Linked DNA regions of Mus musculus: region 2 is linked to region 1. Evidence: chromatin contacts called from public Micro-C data. All regions are on one chromosome and are shown on one strand. Each heading gives the region's core, a stretch centred on a gene start, on an enhancer-like site or on the middle of the called end of the contact. The rest is flanking DNA. Distances are from core to core; before and after follow the strand shown.

What was found. Hi-C and Micro-C count contacts between places; a contact is called where the count stands out from the background.
Region 2: a contact with region 1 is called in a Micro-C map of brown adipocytes, with 4 times the contacts expected there. The contact joins two enhancer-like sites. A contact is called at or near these places in 1 of 15 datasets of contacts at CTCF or cohesin (the NIH/3T3 cell line), 2 of 484 Hi-C or Micro-C datasets (brown adipocytes and cerebral cortex), 1 of 115 datasets of contacts at active chromatin or transcription factors (embryonic stem cells) and 1 of 9 other capture datasets (embryonic stem cells).

What each region holds. Positions count from the first base shown.
Region 1 is chr4:82,088,075-82,094,178 of GRCm38.p6, reverse strand. The region is part of intron 2 of Gm5860 (predicted gene 5860); the gene reads right to left. Among named protein-coding and RNA genes, the nearest start is that of Gm11264, 25 kb to the right of the region's middle. Within about 2 kb of position 3,473, at least 16 of the 459 cell types and tissues checked have an H3K27ac peak or open chromatin away from gene starts, as enhancers often do. A contact at or near this core is called in brown adipocytes, where this site is marked.
Region 2 is chr4:82,527,728-82,533,831 of GRCm38.p6, reverse strand. The region is part of intron 1 of Gm11266 (predicted gene 11266); the gene reads right to left. Among named protein-coding and RNA genes, the nearest start is that of Gm11266, 23 kb to the right of the region's middle. Within about 2 kb of position 2,756, at least 91 of the 459 cell types and tissues checked have an H3K27ac peak or open chromatin away from gene starts, as enhancers often do. A contact at or near this core is called in brown adipocytes, where this site is marked.

The sequences.
Region 1 (6,104 bases), core at 2,224-4,723:
GAATACAGGTGTCTAACAGCAACAATCATTTTCTACAGACTGCTCTCAGAGTTAAAATGAATATTTACAACAAGGACTCAAGAGGAGGAGTGCTTGACTTTTAAGACGTTTTCTCTGTCAGGCCTGGTGGATCAAGCCTTAGTGCTAGCGCCTGGAGAGCAGAGGAGATGGAGCCCTGTGAGTTCAAGGTCAGCATGGTCTCCATAGAGTCTTTCAGATCAGCCACTAAAGTAGAATGAGAACTTACCTCAAAACAAGCAAACAAACAAGCAAATGAGAGGCAATACATGGTCTGCATGCACATGTTAACCATAAAGCTGCTTTTCTGAAAAAATGGACATTAGGAGAAAGAATCGTTTTCTTTCTTTCGTTGTTTAGTTTGTCTTTGTTCTTTTTTTGTTTGCTTGTTTTTAGACAGTCTTTGCTTCACATTTTATTTTCATGAATATTAGGAGTCTGACATGGCCTCAAGTTACATAAACTCTCTGAGCTTCAGCCTTGTCCTATGTTGCCCAATCGATACTCACTCTTTCTTCCTTAGTTGTTAAGCACATATAGGACCCACAGCAGAGGACCTCTGATGGCTTCCTGTTCAAGGACATTGGTGACCATCCCTTTCTTTCCTACTCTAATGGAGACTGAGATGGTGGGAGATTACATGTATGTATTTGCATGTTACACACAACAATTACATATATGTATGTGTATATATGTATTTACATCTGTATACTTGTATTACCATATGTAAATAATCAGATAAATCAATGTAAACTCAAAATACTGGAAATAATAAGAAAACAATCTTCCAAAATTCCTATCAAATTAGAAATAAAACCTTAGTTCTGGGAATTCAGGAATGAATCCAAACAATCAAAAACATAAGGGGAAAGCAACAAGACACATGCAATGTTTCTTGGCAGATGTGCCCCCATTTCTCCTCACAGAACCCATATGAAGACAGTGTTCTCTTTAAGAGTGTGCAAGTGTCTTGGTGACTGCAGAGGGTTTGCCCTCATGCTAGTGTTGTCAAAGGTCTTGGTCTTTTCCCTTTTCAAGTCTATCCGATAAATCTTCCCCTTTCTTTCTCTTACTTCCTCCCAAATCCTCAGTGACAGGGACAGCTGCAGTCCCTTCCTCCCCCTCTAGCACTCAGTGTGGAAGGCTGTTGCCATTGGAGACCTCCCCAGCTCCCACAAGCTCTTTCTGTCCAAGAACCTAGGTGGTGGACTTAAAGTAGTAGAAAACAGTCAATAATTAGGAAAACAGATTTTTCAGCCAAACTAAGTAACTAAAGCTTGGATTTCATATCTGAAATATTGGTTGTGCTAATTAATTAGCACAAAAATAATGGTCTGTAGGGAAACATGGCTGTACAAACTTTTGGCTGGACCTAGCAAAAATGAACAATAGGCCCAGGAAAATGTTAATAGCAAAGAGAGGCATTCTAACAAAGTTTTACAGTATGTGGTTTAGGGTCCTCGGGGCGAACATATGCATTACACATCTAACCCCATACTGAGAAAATAATCTCTAATGCTGGTTCCTCAGCTACTCCTATTAAAAATTCTCCAAAATAGAAAGCCTGCCAATTTCAGACTAAGAATAAATGGCTCATGGTTCCTTCTGAAACAGCATCCAAGATTCATGTTCTCAGCACTGCACACAAAATCACTGGGGGAGGAACTGCTCTGGTTTCTGGGGAGCCAGAAAAAGCTCACATGTCAAGGCAGCTCCATTTCTTTCAGGCAGGGCACCCGAAGGTCCCTGTTTGTTCATGAAGGTTTCGGTCTTGATTTGATATTAAAAGAGGCCAGGATCCAGCTTTGCTTTTGTTAATATGCAGCCAATATCTATTTAGAATTCATGATGGAGGGGCTATAAAATGTATTCTGAACTTGGTAGGCTGTCACTTTGCAGAATCTACATGAAGAAAGGAAGAACCCAGTCCATTTTTCCCCCAAGACAGGGTTTCTCTGTGTAGCCCCAGCTGTCCTGGAACTCATTCTGTAGACCAGGCTGGCCTCGAACTCAGAAATCTGCCTGCTCTGCCTCCCAAACCCAGGCTATGTATGTGTGACCATGGTGGGTTTTATGGAGCACCGTGATGCTCTATTAATGGACCTGAAATTTGGATGAGTGGAGAGTTTCTTTACATAAATTATTGTATAGTTAAATAGATATTGGTACATGAAATGATATTGGTGAACATATGTGAGGAAAGACATGGGAAAAATTTTAAATTGTTTCAAACCTTTGTATTGTGATGTGTGATGTGTACGTGTGAGTGTGTGTGTGTGTGTGTGTAATGACTGAAGAAAACATTTGAAATGTGAAATTATATATCAAAGTCTTCAGCTACAATCTCAGCTCCCAGCTGTGACAGTCTGATTGTTCCTCTAGCTTTCTCATGCCTGGGTGTTCCTATTAGTAATGATGAACTCTTTATCTCTGTCCATACTACAGGGAAGTGAGGACCAGGCTGAAGGGACAATAGACCACTCTCAGACCTAAATTCTTAAATACATATATCCCTTGGCTTTTAGTGGCTAAAATAGAAGGTGATGTTAAAATATTGCCATGTGTCAGTTATTTAATTTCTTAATTTGGGAGTCTGATTCTGCAAATACTTGACATTGACTGGTTCTCCAAGGCTCTGAGAGGCTCTAAGTACCATCTCTCATGGAGACACTCGTGATCTCTGATCCCAGGCTGGTGGAGCTCTGTGTTAGGAGTCCACACCTGCCTAGTGTTGAGCTGCTTGTTGTTACATCTGGGCAGGTCTCACTTGTATTTGACACTGTGAAGACAAGTAGACAGAACAAGACTCTCATTTCCCAAGTTTCTGACCTGTTCACTCAACCTGAGAAGTAGACGGCAGTCCTATACACATCAATAACTTTCAAATTATGAGTCCCACATTCAGAGTGACCTTGATTTCAAGGCTCTCTTAGGCATCCTGTTATTCCTGCTGGCTCCTGGATGTTTCTGTACATGACCTACAGCTTGTATGACCCTGTCCCTTTGAGGCAGCCTCTGTTCTCAGAAGTTAGAACATTTAGGCATGTTCCCAAAACTCCTTTGCCTTGGGATTTGGCCTACAGAGAGAAACACTTTTCTTTCTCTTTTGGCTGCTTCCAAACCTGTGTGTGACTGCATAGTGTTATGTCTGCTGAGTGTGAGCGTAGAAAGGACAGGCCTCCATTTCCAAGAATCAACAATTATGCTCACAGAGACAATCCATGAGATTTCTTTGGATGTGCTTCAAGAGGCCATGCCCGTACAAACACTATCCAGTATTTTCATTGAGTCTGAATTGGCCATTGAAAGTGTCATTTCACAAGGACCCTATTCTAAGTCAAGTTCCTTACAATATGACAGCATTCCTTTTTATTTCTAAGCCTGGCCTGTTTTATACCTTTGACCCCTTTTATGTGTGGCAAAGGGAATTACAATTCAGTTGTGTTTCACATGCTGACAATTTTGACTTCATGTCCTTGGAATTTTGCCTGGCAGATGAACGAAGGGCTGACATTAGGTTGCGTATATGCTGTGCTCTACAATTAGAAGAGGCACAGAGCTGCTCCATGGGCTGTAATGGTATTTCATCACCCCCCACCTTGTTCTAAGTAAGGATCTGATTCTCAACAATTACATATGCTGTGGTAGTCTATTCATAATAGTATTTCAAGATCAGACTAATATCTACCTACACACCTCAGTTTTTTAGCCAGCACAAGACTGAGAGAATACAATGAGTAGCCCATAGCTGTATTAGTATTATTCTTCCTTACATACTTTGTGGGTGTGTTGTCTTAAAGACTCTGACTTAAGGAGGCAAAGACATCCTTGATGAATGTCACATAGGACTCTCCAAGTACTAGCTGGTGGGCTACTGTGTGTGACCGAGATACTACTGAATCTCACTGGAACTCCTCTTGATTGGTCCTATATGCACAATTTTCTGCAAAGAGTCATCTCCTTACTCCCATTGATTATTACAATGTCCATATAAGGACAGGGAGATAGGCTAATCTATATAATAATGGAAAGCTGGAGGACCACTGTAGTAAATATGCAGTTTATGTTCATTTGCCATGCTTTAGAGAGCCCTATGAATATAAGGAAAGTCATGGCATCAGATGAGGCCGAACTAGCAAAAATAAAGTGCAATATCACTAGACAACGATCTTTATTCTCGGTCCAAGACAAAGAGAATTTAAGGCAAAGGAGACGTGGTGTGGCTTTATGGGCACATCCAATAACAAAGTGATGCAACATAACTTTGACCCAGATGCAATCTTTCCCTCTGTTCCAAATTACAAACAAGCTACTCTGCAGGGACCAGTACAGTGGGAAGCAGATAAGAGCATTTCGTCACCATCACCTGAGAAGGGTTAAGGGCACAGCAATGAAGCCACACAGTAGTCTGCCAACTTGGTGCTTATGGCCATTATGGAAACTGTAAGAAATAACAAACAGGTAGACTTTTGCTTTCTTCCTAAGGGATTTATAATCCAATGGATCTGAGATGAAGAAAGAGGAATTCTTTGAGCTTTTTGGAGTGACTATATTAATGAATGTGATTTGGAGGCCATTTGTCTAATGAAGTTGAACTGAGTGAAGTCTACTATGAGAACCAGAAAATGTCATTTCAGTCTTCTACAGTAATGCTATAGTAGGCCCCTTTCTTTTATTCTTCATACGGTATTTTGTCAATCTCTTTGTAACCTTAGTTGTGAAAAACTAGATTATGAAGAAATACAAAAATATTTTTATTCTGGGAGACTATACAAATTAAAAATACTGTCACTAAATGTTTGAAGCTTTAATACCTCTTAAAAATATTCCAACATGACAACCACAGTCCTACTAAGCTATCACTTCTATGAACCAAAACAAGGACAAGTGTGTCAAGATAAACTTTGGGGTGCAATAGTGGCACAGATACAGTGGCAGTAATCAACAATTATCTAATTTGCCTGCTTAACAAGAAGGAAGCATGCCTACTGCCAGAAACTTAGGCAACTACTTCGTGCTAGTGAATTCATCGATCTTGTAAGAGAAACTTTAACCACCACTTTACTAAACCAGTATAATCCATAACTGCATCCAAGTATTCATCCTTATATCCACATATAAGTATAGTCAAGTCAACATAGTTTTGCAAGAGCAGGTGACTATTACAGAAAAACACACAATGAAAATACAGAGTTGTGGAGTCTAGTCCTAACTGATACTTCTAGAAAACATTGGTACAACCAAGATTCAGGGAACATTAGGAAGAAGGGAGGTGAAGATTGTAAGAGACAGAGGACTGAGGAGTTTCTGTGAGATTGTGTCCCCTAGTAGATGTCAAATCTAAACCTATACAGTCTTACCAGCAAGACTGCCTAAACATTTGCTGAGCAAGGGTAACATGGACATGCCAAAGTGGAAGGAAAGAGGAGGCAAAAAGAATGCAAGATCCAGAATGTTGACTTGTGTTCCTTACCAGCACCCTTGAAGGTGGGGGTAAGAAGTTGCAGAGTCAACAACACAGACTCCGGGAGTCAGTCAAGTGGCAAAGCAGACTCAATTCATATTGCAAGGAACTGGACAAACCTTCAGACCCTAATCCCACCATCTCACTCTTTCAAGTAGCCTGAAGTTGTGCTGTCTCTTTCTCGTTGGCTCACTCCATCACCTGATTCAATGTCAGCAGTCTCTAGCCATGCCAGCAGATTCTAGGTCGGCTTTGGGAGGAAGTATCAGCTATGCATGCAACAGCATTGCAACTGAGCCTGCTTGGCTAAGTGCCTCCTACAACAGAGAGGATGAAGGACACCAAGGAAAGAAAGCCTCCATTAGTAGGATTGATGCCCATATGAACTCACAAAGGTTGAGGCAGCAAGCACAGGGGTTGCAGGCATAGAGCTGAAAGAAGCGAGGAGCTACCTCCAATGCTAACCACTTGCAAATAGAAATTTAGTTTACCTCAAGTCTCACTGGAGATACAATTTGCTCTTACCGGTCAGCTGCCTGTTCAGAGATGTTGCACAGAAAACAAACCCAATGGCATTTTTGAAGGTTCCTTGTCTCATAATGTTTTGTCAAGGTTTGTTGTT
Region 2 (6,104 bases), core at 1,507-4,006, 440 kb before region 1:
AGAAGAAGAAGAAGAAGAAGAAGGAGGAGGAGGAGGAGGAGGAGGAGGAGGAGGAGGAGGAGGCAAGGAAGGAAGGAAAGAAGGAAGGAAGGAAGGAAGGAAGGAAGGAAGGAAGGGAGGAAGGGAGGGAGGGAGGGAGGAAGGAAAACAGAAAACTAGAACTATTTGGGTAGGAACTGTGTGGGAATGAGAAATGGGTGTGCTTGCTGATCCTGTCCCTTTAAGAAAAATCCATAAAGGTTTTCCATCAGCCCAGTGTCTGGGAAAGAAGCAAACTAACTGCTTGGAACAAAAGAGACAAAGAGGCCAAACAACAAAACAAACAAACAATCCCCTCCCCCCTCTGAGACGACAATAGACTAGACGCAGCAAGCAAGCACAGCTAAGGCCTGGCCGGCTGCTCCTGTCCACCTGCCAAGTCTCCCCATTTGGCTAGAGACCTTCTCTCTCACCCCACTCCCACCCTACCACCCCCTCCCAAATCCCTTTCTCTCTTTCTCTGTGTGACTCTGTGTCTCTCTTGGGGTCTGGCTGTGTGTGTGTCTCATTTTTCTTTCACTGTATTTCACTGTCTCAGACTCTCTCTCTCTCTCTCTCTCTCTCTCTCTCTCTCTCTCTCTCACACACACACACACACACACACACACACACACACACACACACACACTAACACCTCTGGCATGTATTTATCTGTCTGTTTCCTAGACCATCTCAGCAGCTCTGTCTTAAGTGTCCCCCTCACTCCCCAGACCCCGTGCCTTGCCCAGGCATCCCTTTTGTGTTGTCTTTGCAGCAGTCTCTGCCAGGAGGACCAAGGTCCATTTGCACTTCAATTTCAGCCTTCCCCTCCTGTTCGGCTCTTTGCTCCTTTTCTGTAAGGCTCTGGCATGCTCCCTCCCCGCCCCAGCAGCCCTTTCTTCGGAGCTTGGCACCGCTTGGGACTCTCATGCATGCCTGCCTTCTCTTTCTCTCACCCCCCCCCCCCTTCTCCTCTGCAGCAGGCCCCCTCCCCTTTGCCCCCAAATCCAGTCCTTTTCTTTTTCTTCCCCCCTCCCCTTCAAACTTTCATAAAATACTGTAAACAACTTTGCCTGGGGATTGCTTTTCTTTGTAGGGTGAATAGAAAGCTTTGGAGAGGGAGACATGGAAAAAGGAAAGAGCGGACAGAGGCAAGTACAGTCGGCAGCAGAGGCCGTGTCGTGGAACCAGCTCCCAGCCAACAGCCTCGGCCCCTTTCAGGCTTTCTTTCAAATAACCCCTTTTGTGCCAGAATGCCTCCTGAGGCATCTGTGTCTGCTCAGGAAGGCCTGGCCCAGGCCTGCATCCCTTCTTCAAACGGCAGTAGGGGTGAGACCAGGCACCCACACCCACAGGAAGGGTTGCTATTGATTTAGTCACAGGCCTGCCACCCTCAACCCCTCATGGGCATGGGAGGTAAGGGGTACCCCGGCAATGGCAGCTTAGGCTTCAGTTCCTTCTTGAGAGTTGTTTAGAACAGAGACTGTAAAAAGAATGCTTTCCCAAGGACTAGAGAAGGAACATAATCGTCTAGAGAATGAAGATGTGGTCTTAAGCAGAGAGAGTATAGATGTGTGGGGCGTGGGGGGTGGGGCACTTGACTGTTGGAAGATGTGTAAGGCAGGGCTTGCACAGTCAGGAAGAACATGGCCAGGAAAGTGCTCGCTCTACCCCATACCACACGTGCACTGTGAGGTCAGGGCACAGAACCAGGGAAACTTGTTTCCCCTGGCCCCAGCCACTCCTTTTCTTCTCTTAATTTTAGTAACAGACAGACAAGGACATAGATGGGACCCTCCTAAAGGGGGAGAAATCGCTGAGTGTTAAAACCAGAAGCAGCAAAACATATTCTTGCTGTTTGGTTGCTTGGCGATGGGGGCAGTATGAAGAAATGCTGATGGTATCAGAAAGTAGGGCTGGATTAGCCTAAGCTCAGTAACAGCGCTCTGACAGAGCCTGCACAAAACCCAGGCACTGAAACGATTGTTTAGAAACATATACACCTGTGTACAGATATACTTATGTAAATGTATGTGTATTTATTTGGTGGCGGGGTTTTTTTTTTTGGGGGGGGGAGTCAGAAGAGAAGGGAGGGGTGTGACTGGCAGCTTCTTGATCAGGCAAGTGTAGGAAGGCTGATGTGCCTCCCCCATGTTGATTTTATAAAGACGAGAGTTTTTTCATACATGAATACACCACACACAAGCCTGGCATATGCTTAGGCCTCATGAGCAAGTCTGATTTTCATGTCCTAAGGGAAACCTCACTGCCGTCTGACTCAGTGACTGAACCCTGTGGGCCATCCAGCAGTCTACTCTGTCTGTGCCCAAGTGCCATCTTGAGGTCATGTGTTCTTCCCTAGAATCATTAGACTGGATTCTCTCCTCTCCGGGGTCTTTCCTTTCTAAAGTTAAGAGGGAGATCCTTATCCAGCCCTCTGCGCATGCTTCCACCATCTCCAGAGATCTGCTCTTGGAAGCATGCTCAACAGAGTCCTTTGGCCAGAAAGCCTAAGGAGAGGAGAGAGAGAGAGAGAGAGAGGATAGTATGTTCTAATGAACTCTTGCGCTGGGCCCAGAACAGTCCCAATTGGGAATACTGTTTTCTTGGTATTTTGACCTTGTGTCAAAATGACTGATTCCTCCCCCTCCCGGGAAGTCACTTCCTAGCCAGCAATGACTCTGGAGCTGTTCTGGGCTCCACACATCAGTGCATCTGGAAGCACTCACGGGCAGAGGCCTTCTGGCTGACTGAGGCAGGGAGTCCTCCTTAGGCCTGGGAGCTCCAGGGGAGCCTCTGACTTCCAGGCTGGAGGAAGAATCACACTGAAAACCTCCCCACCTCCAACTTCCTTTCTCCATGGTCTTATTGTGTGCTCTGCTGACCCTCCATGTCCACACTTCCTGGCTTCCTGTGTGGGTTTCCTGTCTGATCACAACCTCAGCAGCCATGGAGAGGGAGAGGATGACAGAGATGCCGGCAGAGTGGAGGATCCCTCAGCTCCTTTCCCAAAGCTCTCAACCGCATGCTCTTGCTTCTCTGTCCTCAGATTCTCAAAGACTTAGGGTGTAGCTGGGAGAACTTGCTTGTGTTTTTCCCCATTTGGGCATTCTGACATGCGTGTACCACCTTTCTGTAAACTACAAGTACACTTGTCTATTCTTCCTGGAAAGACTTCCACATGCAGACTTCAGCTGCCATGCACCAAGCATCCCCGAGGTGTCAAAAACCTGTGCAATCAATCAAGCATAGGCTTTTTAGTTCCCCAGTTCTGACAGATGGGAGTGCTGGTAGTCACTTAGTCCTTTAGAGCTCTTTGCCTGAGATGGGAAAGACCATAGAGTGTGACATTGGGTGCTAAGAGCCTCTGAAGTCCCCCCAAACCCGCCATTGTATTCTTTTGGGCTCCTATTTAAGAAGAAATCTGAGATTCTGTTTTCTTATTTTCTTGTTGACTTATGTTCTTTATCTACTACATGGTTTCATGCTGTACGGTGGCAGAAAGGCATTTGTTAATTCAATGAGTTCAGTGGGTTAAGACCCTCCCCAGGCAATCAGTAAGCTTGCCACTATCTGTAACTCTGGTCCCAGGGAATATGACACCCTCTTCTGGTCTCCAAGAACACTGCTCACACACAGCACACATACATACATGCGGGCAAAATACTAATACATATAAAAGTAATAAATAAATCTTACAAACAAAATAAAAGCACTGTCTGGGCTTCCCTTCAATGTAATTAAATCAGAATTTCTAGGAATGTGGATATGTATGTATATATATATATATATGTATATATATATACATATATATATATGTATATATATGTATATATATTCCTCTAAACTTTTTGAGGGTTGGTTAGATGTACTGATTTATAGGCCGGGAAACAAGTATATTAGAGTTCACAATGCTTTCTCCTTTATGAAGTACGTGATGAGTTCATTCCTACCACAGGACATGGTTCTCTGGAGACAGAAAAATTCAGCTGATAGATTCTGCACTGTTCACGTGTGAGACTTTAGAAGCGAATGCTAACCTGCAAATGTAAGAACACAACCTCTGTGAAGTATGTTGGGTATGGGTCTGTAAACTGAACCTAGAGTTCCAATTCAGGTGCCATACCTAACTTGAGTTGTGACCTTGGACAAATCACTTGACATTTTGGGTCTCAGATTTTTTTTTCCAGTGTAAAAAGAAATATCTGCTGTGAGGACTCTGTAATCTGTCCTGCTGTGCTCCAGCCTTAGCTCAATTTGCTAAATTCTTGGAAACCCAGACGCTTAGCTAGGCAATTACCAAATATTTTTGGAGGCTGGCTCACTTCTTCATGCACGGTACTGACATCTACTCTTCGGCTGCTCTACTGAATCCCTTTCCCAGACCCTAAGTATCAGAGTGATGATTTTTAAATAATTCTGGGCTCCCTTAATTCTCTTTCCCAGTCCCTTGCAAATGAGCAGATGAAGAGAATGGAGGGGTGGTAATGTCTATGAGCAGTGGGTAATGACTAACAGAAGTTTATCCAGTTGGATAAGTGTCTAGTGGATTGCTGCTGGGGTCAGTGTTCGTTCTGGTCTTAATTAACATCTTCATTAATAGTGTGGGAGAGGGAATAAACAATAGCTAATGATATTTGCAGATGGTAGTAAATTCAGAGGTGTTGCATCTACCAGTGAGAGTGGCAAGAGCCATGGGGATATCAGAGATGAGAACAAGAAGCAATTATAATGATGTTTATTCTGGAAAAAGCAGAGTGAAATGTTTATAGGGGAAAATGACAGGGGACACTGGGAAACGCTAGAAGAAACAACCATTTCTACCATTTGTAACTTGGTGTGAATTTGGCAAATGAGGCAGTTAATAGTCTTAGAACTTCTGTTGTGCATGCTGGCATGGTCCTGAAAAACAGTAATAACCACAAGAACAATAGCAGTAACTGCATCCGACATTTTGATCTGAATGTGGTAACACAAGCCTCTAATCTCAGCACCAGCAAGATGGAGGTAGAAGGATGGGGAGTTCAAGACCAGGCTTGGTAACATAGTGAGTTTGAGGCTAGCCTCTGGAATGATGGGAGGCCCTGGCTTCACAAACAACTCCCAAGACAGACAGACAGACAGACAGACAGACAGACAGACAGGCAGATGGACAGGCAGATGGATGGACAGACAGACATTAATGTTTACAGACAGGATTCGAAGTGGTGTGTACAGAAATGAGTCTTAGTCCTAAATTTCCATGTAGCTTGGAGCTCTGTAAGTTTGTCATCTTGGATTTCCAGATCTGAACAGACTTATACTCATGAGGAAATGTTCCTTGTTTCATGGGGGAAAAAAAAAATCCTCTCACCAATGATTTTCCCCATCACCAACCTGCTTACTATCTTTTTCTCCCTTCAGGCAATTGCTCAGAATTGAGGTGACCCAGGAAGATAGAGAGAAACTGTTGCAGAAGCTCAGAAAGAATGAAAGCAAGAGGAAAGGGCGGGGGAGGGATGAAGGAAGGAGAGTGGAGAGGAATAAAGGAAAGACAGGAGCAAACGCATGCTTGCTTGAGCTTTCCTCAGGTACAGAGTAACAGAGTGCTGAGCTAGGATGTGCGACATAGCATCCTTGTGTACCCAGTTCTCAGGGACTGTTCCTAGCAGTTACTCCGAGCTCTCTGGTAAAGTACTCAGAAGAGCCAGAGAGCTTCAGCCACTGGCTGTGAACCCAGGGAGGTCATAGGCTGGGTAAAAATTCAAATGCCAGTTGTCTCACTCTTCCATCCACATCTCTTTCAATCACAAATCCGTTTCCCCTGCCTAGAAGCACAGAGCCACACACAGAGAGCCAGAAGGTAAGAGTGTAAAGAAGAGACTGGACCCTGGAGAGCAGAGGACAAAGGGAAAGTGGCCAAAATAGACATCCTTCACCCAGTCCAAATGATTGAATTATTTATAATTACATTTTGAAATTAAGAAAAATAGACTTTCCCAACAAGAAAGGCTTCAACACAATGGAACCTAAAATAATGTGAATCCGACCTTGAGGGAATTTGGCAGAGAGCACTGGTGTCTGAGACAAAAGTAAAGTGAAAAGGA